Linked DNA regions of Sus scrofa: regions 2 and 3 are each linked to region 1. The links are chromatin contacts, called in public HiChIP or PLAC-seq maps. All regions are on one chromosome and are shown on one strand. Each heading gives the region's core, a stretch centred on a gene start, on an enhancer-like site or on the middle of the called end of the contact. The rest is flanking DNA. Distances are from core to core; before and after follow the strand shown. Region 1 overlaps ADAMTSL3 (ADAMTS-like protein 3). Region 2 overlaps ADAMTSL3 (ADAMTS-like protein 3). Region 3 overlaps ADAMTSL3 (ADAMTS-like protein 3).

The links. HiChIP or PLAC-seq counts read pairs in DNA pulled down with a chosen protein or histone mark.
Region 2: a contact with region 1 is called in an H3K27ac HiChIP or PLAC-seq map of skeletal muscle. The contact joins two enhancer-like sites. A contact is called at or near these places in 1 of 5 promoter capture datasets (liver), 16 of 47 Hi-C or Micro-C datasets (alveolar macrophages, embryonic fibroblasts, heart right ventricle and 6 more) and 1 of 2 datasets of contacts at active chromatin or transcription factors (skeletal muscle).
Region 3: a contact with region 1 is called in an H3K27ac HiChIP or PLAC-seq map of skeletal muscle. The contact joins two enhancer-like sites. A contact is called at or near these places in 1 of 5 promoter capture datasets (liver), 18 of 47 Hi-C or Micro-C datasets (alveolar macrophages, embryonic fibroblasts, epiblast stem cells and 8 more) and 1 of 2 datasets of contacts at active chromatin or transcription factors (skeletal muscle).

The regions. Positions count from the first base shown.
Region 1 is chr7:51,149,107-51,152,468 of Sscrofa11.1, reverse strand. It overlaps ADAMTSL3 (ADAMTS-like protein 3), which reads left to right. Exons shown (of 29, transcript XM_021098874.1): 11 at 1,179-1,317; 12 at 2,447-2,497; 13 at 3,186-3,362. Among named protein-coding and RNA genes, the nearest start is that of SAXO2, 170 kb to the right of the region's middle. Within about 2 kb of position 1,563, at least 1 of the 83 cell types and tissues checked has an H3K27ac peak or open chromatin away from gene starts, as enhancers often do. A contact at or near this core is called in skeletal muscle, where this site is marked.
Region 2 is chr7:51,074,741-51,077,926 of Sscrofa11.1, reverse strand. The region is part of intron 20 of ADAMTSL3 (ADAMTS-like protein 3); the gene reads left to right. Among named protein-coding and RNA genes, the nearest start is that of SAXO2, 99 kb to the right of the region's middle. Within about 2 kb of position 1,741, at least 3 of the 83 cell types and tissues checked have an H3K27ac peak or open chromatin away from gene starts, as enhancers often do. A contact at or near this core is called in skeletal muscle, where this site is marked.
Region 3 is chr7:51,057,910-51,061,361 of Sscrofa11.1, reverse strand. All of the region lies in intron 23 of ADAMTSL3 (ADAMTS-like protein 3), which reads left to right. Among named protein-coding and RNA genes, the nearest start is that of SAXO2, 83 kb to the right of the region's middle. Within about 2 kb of position 2,066, at least 8 of the 83 cell types and tissues checked have an H3K27ac peak or open chromatin away from gene starts, as enhancers often do. A contact at or near this core is called in skeletal muscle, where this site is marked.

The DNA of each region.
Region 1 (3,362 bases), core at 314-2,813:
GTGAGTTAAGTAAGGATCCAGCATCATCACTGCTATGGCATGGGTTTGATCGCTGGCGTGGGAACTTCTGTATGCCATGGGTGCAGCCAAGAAATAAGTAAATAAATAAATGAACAAGCAAACAGATACATAAAAAAAAACACAATATCATTTATTTGGTTAAAACGAATGCACACAAAACAACATTAGATGTATATGAAGGGTCCTTATAAATAGGTCCTTTATAAACAATAAATAGGTGTGTTTGGAGGATTGTAATGGGAGTGGTAATAGGAGGAGAGGAGAGGTAGGGAGACAAGAGTGGGCCTAGCATGGTGCCATGATGATGGTGAGATGGGACAATGAACTGAGGACAATGAATACTTAACCCTTTGAACCTGAGGTCCAAACATTTTTAAAGGAGTCTATCGTAACTGAGTTATAAGTACTGAGACTAACACCATCAGTTCAAAAAGTCATTCTCCATCTTGGCCACACATTTTAATCGTCTTAGGAGAACCCAAGACTTTCTTTAAAAATACTGATATCCCATTGGTTTATTTTTGCTCTTATTTCTATTGCTTTGGGAGACTGACCTGAGAAAATATTCATGATGTTGATGTCAGAGAGTGTTTTGCCTATGTTCTCTTCTAGGAGTTTGATGGTGTCCTGTCTTATATTTAAGTATTTCAGCCATTTTGAATTTATTTTCGTGCATGGTGTGAGGGGGTGTTCTAGTTTCATTGATTTGCATGCAGCTGCCCAGGTTTCCCAGAAATCTTGCTGAGTAGAATTTCTTTTTCCCATTTTATGCTCTTGCCTCCTTTGTCAAAGATTAATTGACCGTAGGTGTCAGGGTTCTCTATTCTGCTCCATTGGTCTGTCTGTCTGTTTTGATACCAGTAGTACAGTGGGGAAAAAATAAGTAAAAAAAAAAAAGAAAGAAAGAAAAATAAATAAATAAATAAATACTGATATCCTGGACCTAGCTGCAGTGTTTCTGATTTTACTGGATCAGGGAAGGACCTGAGCACCGGTGTCTATCAAAGGCTCCCCAGTGGTTCTGTTAGACAACCAGGCTTGAGAACCACTGAGCTAAGTTTCTTAAAGAGGAAAAGAAAGTCTGTGGCAAGTGATAACTCTGCCAAGGAAAGACTGCATGGAAGCAATAGTCAGACTCTGCTCTTCTGCTGCTTTAGGTTATCAGCTCAATTCTGCCGAGTGTGTGGATATCCGCTTGAAGAGGGTGGTTCCTGACCATTATTGCCATTACTACCCTGAAAATGTGAAGCCCAAACCAAAACTGAAGGAATGCAGCATGGATCCTTGCCCGTCAAGGTTTGTGCAATTGCCCGTACCCTTTTTTCCGTTAAAAAAAGAATGCCCGTACCCTTTTTTCCGTTAAAAAGATACAGATCAACTGGATCAGCTGAGACTGATCCATCCTGCCCAGGGGACACATTTCCATTGCGTGACCTTGAACGTGCCCTGGTGGCAAGTGCCTGCATTCACAATCATAACCGTGGTCCGTAGGAATTAGACTCATCAGCCCACTCAGTCTGGCTCTCTCTCTTGTGGGCGCTCTGTTGCAGGAGAGGCTCTCCTGCAAATACAGCCTGAAAGGTCTCTATCCAAGTACAATCTCTAGGCCACGTGCCAGCCATAAATATCTGTAACTCACCGTTTTTAGCTTTTTAAACTGGATCGCCCATGACCAGTTTTGACTTTTGAAGTGTGCACATATAAATTCAGTGTAAATAATGCATTGTGCAAGGAAGTGAAAAGGTTTAATGCCAGAGCAGAGAAGCTGTGCATAAACTATCCTGCTGCATAATTTAGTACCTGATGACTTGGATTGCCTGGGGAAGTTTCCTGGCTTTACTACAATATCTTAAAATAACAGCATGATATCAAGTCCCCGAATCCCCCCACTTTCTGCCAGCTGGCTAAGGCAGAAGTGTGCAAGTGGAAAAGGAAGCAGTCTCAGTGCATTTCATTTCCTATCACGAAATTGTGCATTTCCTGTAATCCCAGGTGTAAGAATTATTAATAGAGGCTTTTTCAAAGAACAAATTCTGTGAAATAAAATGATTTTCTAATGCTCCTACTAACATGACTGTGTGTTAATATCATTCATATATTTTATCAGAATAACCTTTTAAGGTGATAAAAGAGGATAAATGTAGATTTACCCAAATTAAGAGGAACTCCTTCCTTTGATGAATACACACCACTAGTTCCATTTTCTCTATTTTCATGCAGAACTGGGGAAGTTGTGTGTCAGAGATGTTCCTAAAAATTAAGGAGATGATGGCTGAGTGTGGGGGGACTTGGTTCATAACACTTTGTATACTTAGTTTCTCATTTGAAAGAGCTCTGTCTCTTGGGATGTCACATCTATACTAGTCATATTAATACATGTGTTAATTGATTAGAAATTACATTTTCACAATGATTTCATTTGTAGCGATGGATTTAAAGAGATCATGCCCTATGACCACTTCCAACCTCTCCCTCGGTGAGTTACGTGTTTCCTTTCCTTTTTATAACCTGCTCTAAGTAGTTTGCAAGGAGCTGTGGTACCCATCGCAATAGTCTAAAATGCAAGAGGGATAGATTTGAGACCCTCATAAAGAGCTAAGAGAACACAGACTTCAACTCCATAATAAGAAACATCTTTTTGTGAATTAGATGGAATAGGCTGCTTCAAAAGATGGTGTTTTCTGTCACTGGTGATGTCAAGCATATCTTGGATAACTGGATATTACAGGAGGTGCTCAAGCATCACAATTGATCAGAAATTTGAATTCCCTTTTAAACTAAGATGACAAGTATCACTCTTTCCCACTTTAAGTTTCTATGATTCCCTAGTAATGCTGTTTATTGGTGTTCGATGGTTTAGAGACAATTTGAAGATGCTTTCCCACTCTGTGGTTTAATTTGTTTGATTCTCACAATGGCCCTATTGTGATAATACACCAGGGCAGGTGTGTTACTCCCACTTGATAGTAACCTTAGGGTCAAAGGAGTGAGTACCTCGCAACTTCAGATTGTGTGTAGCAGTTAAGAGTCAAATCCTAAGATTCCAAGTCTCATGCTCTTTCAGCAGAACCACAGCTGTTATCCTAAGGCTGTACCTTTGGAAATCAACTTTGCCAACTTGAAACAAATAACACATAAAGTGCTTTTACTTGTTTGCTTTTGAGCTGGGAACATAATCCTTGGACTGCATGTTCAGTGTCCTGTGGAGGTGGGATTCAGAGACGGAGCTTCGTATGTGTGGAGGAGTCCATGCATGGAGAGATCCTGCAGGTGGAGGAATGGAAGTGCATGTATGCACCCAAACCCAAGGTTATGCAAACCTGCAATCTGTTTGACTGTCC
Region 2 (3,186 bases), core at 492-2,991, 75 kb after region 1:
AATCAGAGCTACAGCTGCCAGCCTATGCCACAGCCACAGCCACACAGGATCCAAGCCGGGTCTGCAACCTACACCACAGCTCACAGCTCACACCTTAACCCACTGAGCAAGGCCAGGGATTGGAACCGGCAACCTCATGGTTACTAGTCAGATTCGTTTCTCCTGTGCCACAATGGGAACTCCATTTTTTTTTTAGATGATATGATACAAAATGCAACAGGTTCATTCTCTTGTCTCTAAGAACTCAGAGTCCAGTGGGGAGAGACTTAAATAGTCAAACAAAGGTTTAAATAGTCAAACAAAGAGGATGCAGAAGTCCTCTGCGCCCCTGGGTGAGGTCAGGAGAAGTTTCATTAAGGAGGAAACTTTAAGCGGAGTTCTGAAAGATGTGTCCATTCATCAGATCCACATGGGATACAGGAGAATCTGGGAAATGAAAGCAGTAAAGCCAGACGTGGGGGATGTCAAAGGGAGTGATATCCCTCATATTAGAACAGAGGTTGAAGATGGGTTATGATGAAAGAAACAGCTTGAGAAGTTACCTGGAGAGGATCTTGAACTCCATGCTAAGGAGTTTAGGTTTTATCCAAGAAGGAAGTGACATAGTCGGATTTTATTTTGGTTTATTTATTCAGACGGCTTTAGAGCTATATTGGAAAAATATAAGAGGACAGGGAGGGAGTCTCGTTAAGGGGATATGACTGTCTAGGTGAGAGTGTGAAGATGGCAGCAGGAAGGTTGAATTCTAACCGTGTGTCCAGTGTCCCATCCAAGTACCTGATGCCTGGCTAGAGCTGGGACCTAAAGGGACAGTGGTGTGTTTGTAAATGATTACCAAGCAGCTCTGGGCAAGGTGGGGTGGGGAGAGGGGAGAGGTAGCTGTCATTTTACCTTTGCTGATGTCTGTGCTGTAAATACTCCCATCCTGGTTGGCTTGCCGCTACCAATGTGACATCATTAAATGCCGAGCTGGGAGTGGATGTTAACAGTCTCAACCACCTGTGAGCCACTGGGAGGGAGGGCCAGCATGCTAGTGGACTGGGGAGAATCAAGGTGACTCTGGTTTCTGCCTTGGGGAAACTGGTAAAAGATGAAGCCATTAACTTGGGGTGTACAGGAAGAGGACAACTGGGATGGGATGGGAAGGCAGAGATAAAGTGTTTAGATTACAGTACCTTTTTTTTTTTTTTTCTTTTTATTGGTCTTTTTAGGGCCGTACTTGCAGCCTGTGGAGGTTCCCAGGCTAGGGGTCAAATCAGCGTTGTAGCCACCGGCCTACACCACAGCCACAGCAACACAGGATCCGAGCCACGTCTGTGATCTACCCCACAACTCACGGCAATGCCAGATCCTTAACCCACTGAGTAAGGCCAGGGATCAAACCCATGTCCCTCATGGTTGCTAGTCAGATTTGTTTCTCCTGAGCCATGAAGGGAACTCCTAGATTACAGTACTTTAAACTTGGAGTACTAGGAAAGAATTTCTAGGAAGTGGTGGACAGTTAGGTCCAGCGCTTCAGGGAAAGGTCTAGGTTGGACAGATAAACGTGGGAGGCATCAATCTCGAGTTGTTAGTTAGGAATCCAAGATCATCCAAGGAAAAGTTTAGAGCGAGAACAGAAAGAGAGGATGGAAGGCTTAGAGCCTGCTTTGCCGCCAAAGCCCTCTCGGGAGTGGCAGGAGTCAAATGCCAGCAAGGCCAAGCGTAAACATCCAGCGCAGATGGCTTGGGGCAGAAACCTGGCGTGGCACCAAGACTTAGTGTCACGGCACAGATACAGCTGGAAAGAGGGCAGGACACGAGCAGGCAAAGAACAGAGGCAAGTGCTGTAAACAGCCTTGGGCACTAAAGCTGGCCTTGACCAGGTAGGGCAGGCTGGCACAGAGGCCAGAAGGAGGACCTCCAGAAGAAACATCTTTTCATTTTCTGGAAAAGCCAAAAGATGTGGCATTTCTCACATCCAGCATAGTGCGAGAGGTGGGGGCGTGGGTTGTCACCCTCTCATTGCCCCTCGGCCCCTCCTGTAGGGATGCCAGAGGTGCATGGCTACTCTCTGCAGAGTGGATGATGGAGCCGTGTGTCCAGTGTGGTGGTTCTGGGGCATCTCCAGATGCAGGAGGAAGCAGTCACCCCAAACCAGACCAGATGCTTGCTTAAGAACCATGCCTGATGAGACCACCGTCCAGGCACTGCCCTGAAGGAACTCGCAGGAGTCGCAAGAGAGGACGTGGCCCAAGCTCTGGGACCTGGCAGCCTCGCAGAGCCTGTCTAAGCTCACTCCCCAGACACGCCTGCTAGCTGAACTGCTCAATACCTGGCATGAGCAGTCGCTAAACAGGTCTGGGAACAGAGCTGGAACCATGGGGCCTATCTTCCAACAGAGGGGTGTGCAGCCAAGGGGAGCCACTGGGCTGCTTGTTTGCCTCGCCCAGCCATGGGCAGGTCCTTCACTAAGCCCACTCTTGTGCTGTGCACTTTATATAAAAGCACCAACCTGCCACATTCCTCTGATCAAGGTGCTGAGGCTCAGAGAGATTAAATGACTTGTCCAAATGGCAGTGCTAAGATTCAAACTCAGATTCATCTGGCTTACAAGTGCCTTCTCTACCTTTGCTTCTTTGATCACCTGCTTCTTTGGGCCCCAGGCTAGCTTAACTGACCTGCTTGCGTTATCTGCTACAGCTGGCCAGCCTTGTCCTCCTTCTCAGATCCTTCAAATGCATTCACTCACCTCCCCACTCTCACTGCCCTCTTCAGATTTGGTGTACCCAGGGCCAAGCTGTACTAGATTCCGTGCCAGATGGTGGAGACCCAACAGTTTAGACGTGCCCTTGTTTTTTGTGTTTTTGTCTTTTGTCTTTTTAGGGCCACACCTGAGGCATATGGAGGATCCCAGGTTAGGGGTTGAATCATGGCTAAAGCCGCCACAGCCACAGCAATGCCAGATCCAAGCCGTATCTTTGACCTACACTACAGCTCATGGCAATGCCAGATCCTTATTCCCCTGAGCCAGGCCAGGGATTGAACCTGCATCCTCATGGATGCTAGTCAGATTCGTTTCCACTGAGCCACAATGGGAACTCCATAGACACCCCCTTGTTGATGGAAACATTTAACCATTTAAGTCATGCCTCCCCAAACCAGAGCTTTGTAAAATAATTTACATGCATTCACAAAGTTCGCTCA
Region 3 (3,452 bases), core at 817-3,316, 92 kb after region 1:
ATCGAACCTTCGTTCTCATGGATCCTAGTCGGGTTCATCACCACTGAGCCACAACGGAACTCCCAAGATTCATCTTTTTAAAGCCGTGGTGAAGTTGATCAAGGGTTGAGAGGCTTGGTTGTGTCTCCAGCTAGTATATGACCATTACTGAGTTACATGTGCAGGCTACTCTCATCTCTGAAACAGGAGGCACACCCTGCGAATGGAAAAAGCCACCTTGGTTATCATCTAATCCAGTCCCTCATTCGGTAGACGAGGATGTTGTAACGTTTACAAACATGAATAGTGCTTTATGCAATTACATTTTCATAGTGCAAATTAAGATTATTTCTGTCAGTCAGTGGCATGTATAAATTTTTCTTTCATTTTCAGTTGCCCTCAAAATGTTTTCTACTCAGGAGAGTGAGCTTATGTGTTCATACGTTTTGATCGGATTCACAGTTAGAGCCAAATATGTTTTATTTAACCTACGTGGTATAGATATGAATAGGGACTTCCCTAGTCGCTCTTAGATGGTATTTCTAATAAAGATGTCAAATTATAGAACCTGAAAATCTGGGTTTCTAAGGGTTAAAAGTTCTAAGTTGTGAGGCTTGTCTTATTCTTTTTAAAAAGTTTCTTCTAAAAATGGGAGGGGGGAAGGAATTGTAAGCCAACTATACTCCAATAAAATTAAAATTTTAAAAAGGAAAATAAGGGATTTTCCTTAAAAAAAAAAAAAAATAGGGGGTGGGGGTTTGTGGAATAGTTTAAACTGCTCCTTCTCTGCCCCCTGCTGGTAAGAGAGGAAAGCTCATCTGAGGAAAATGACCAGTAAACATCAGTAGCTGCATATTTTATTTTTTCTTGTGTTAATGCTTAGTAAGAACATTACTTATCCTGTCATTTTCTGTTACGTGTGTATTCGGTTGCTTGTTTTTCTTATTCCTTAAGCTCGTCAGAGGTGCAGCTGACCCAAGTCTCTGCTCTGAAGTGTTCTTATGTGTTGGACTCCTCTTTAGTCTCTAAGAAATCTTCTTGCCACAGATTGGAATGAGGTTGAGCCAGAAAGATGGTGAACCCCAAATGGATGGCACTGCCAATACTACCAGTGGCCCAGCTCTAAAAGTGTAGAACTTGTCTTAAACACAGAATGTGCTGACGACTACTCCTTAGAGCAAAGTAAAATTCTCTGGGAGAGTTGAAGATGCCTCAGAGTTAAAAATGAGTGAACAAACAGAAATGTCTGATAATGCTAGTTACAGAACATAGGTACATACCTGCCTCAGGGGGAAAGGTTCTACCACTACGGGCTTCACCTGGCCTCCTACCAGGGAGCTGGCATACATAGGATTTACAAAGGACACATTAGCAATGAACACAGAGGAAAATAAATTTAAAAATATATATTAGCAAACTGAAATGTATATAACTAAGAAGGGTTTTTCCCTGGAATGCAAAGTTTTTTAACAGTTAAAAAATACCTCCTTTTGGAGTTCCCATCGTGACCCAGCAGTAAAGGACCCAACTAGTAGCCATGAGACCACAGGTTTGATCCCTGGCCTTGCTCAGTGGGTTAAGGAACTGGCATTGCTCTGAGCTGTGCTGTAGGTTGCAGATGAGGCTCAGATCTCATGTTTCTGTGGCTGTGGTGTTGGCCAGCAGCTGCAGCTCGGATTCAGCCCCTAGCCTGGGAACTTCCATATGTCATGGGTGTGGCCCCAAAAAGACAAAAAAGAAAAAAGAAAAAAAATACTTTAAGAAGGCTGTCATGGGTTGGCTCTTCTGAAAGCAGACACTAAGATGCAGTGTGGTGTAAGGGGTCCCTGTGGAAGGGAGGGAGCAAGCAGGATGGGACAAAGGGCAAAGGAGGTCTGTGGTACAAGCCCACAAAGCCTTGCCATGTCCAGGGGAGCTCGAAGCATGCATGGCTCATCAGGCTTACCTAACGGTGACCTCCAGTGGCCAGGCCTTCAGGCAGCTGCCTCCATCAGTCACTAGAAGGGGCCCTCTCCAAGCAGGGCATGCTCTCTGGAGAGCTGAGGCAAACTGTTAGGGAGATGACAGCTGAAAACAGGCAGCAGCTGGGATACCAAGGCCTTCCTTGAAGGGCCATCTGGACGGGGCATCTCCAGTCTACCCTAGAGATCTAAGGAGATAACAGTGATCATCTTACACATGTTGAACAAGCATTTGATAAGTCCCAGTACGGACTATTAAACAATGTTGAAACCTCTTGGCACACCAGTAATAGAAGGGATCATCCTTATCCTGGCTTTTTTTAAACTTAAGTACCTATCAAAAAAAAAAAAAAAAAAAACCCATAGCAAACATCTTGCTCACTTGAATGGTGAGACTATAAAACTTTCCTATTAAAGTCAGAGGTGGGAGTTCCTGCTGTGGTGACATCTTGGGAGCTCTGAGAGGCAGGTTGCGTGCCTTGCCAGGCACTGTGGGTTAGGGATCTGGCATTGCCGTAGCTGCACCTTAGGTCATGACTGTGGCCCAGATCTGATCCCTGGCCCAGGAGTCCCATATGCAGCCAAAAAAATAAAAATAAAAAAGGTCAGCCAAGGGAAAAAAAAAAAAAAGATCAGACAGTATAATTAATTATCTACATTGAAAATCCAAGAAAATGTCAAAGTTTCAGATCTCTAAATTCAGAGTGATTCCAATTATTTAAGAAAAGAGCCTTACAGGATTGCTAGAATTTATCACATTGATCCTGTGATTTATATGAAAGAGCAACTGACCAAGAATAGCTCCAGCATTTTTGAAGAATAACAAGGTAGTTCAGATTTGCTCTATCAGGTATAAAGAGTTATTATAAAGCTAGAATAATTCCAACAGTGTGGTATTGGCAGATACATAGACAAATAAATGGAATATATAGCCCACAGCAGATTCAAGCATATATGAAAAAAAGTGTTTAATAGCAGCACATCAAAAATCAATAAAGGACGGACTATTAAACAATGGTAAAAAGATAATTTGTTTTGACAAATATATATAACAACTCTACCAAAATAAATTCTAACAAATACCTAAAATCTGAAAAGCTTTTATAATAAAAGAGATAGCTTTATGATTTGGGGATGGGGAGCGTCCAAGAAGTACAAAGTATAACATGAAAGATGTAATAGATAGTGATGATGGTTACACAACTCTGAAGAAACTAGAACTACTGAACTGTATACCTTAAAAGGGTGAATTTTATGATATGTGGGTTATATTTCAATAAGCTATTATTACAAAGTGATAAAAATTTTTTATGTTAAAATTTAAAAGTTCTGACCCTGTAAGACACTATCAACAAATTTAAAGGTCAAGCCACAATTATTGGCAAAAATATTTGTTATACACTATCCAGAATATATAAATAGTTTCTATGAATCAATGTAAGTAACAACCCCAAGTAAAAATAGCAAAGGATATGAACAAGTAGTTCTCAGAAAGTGAAATCCTAATAAGTG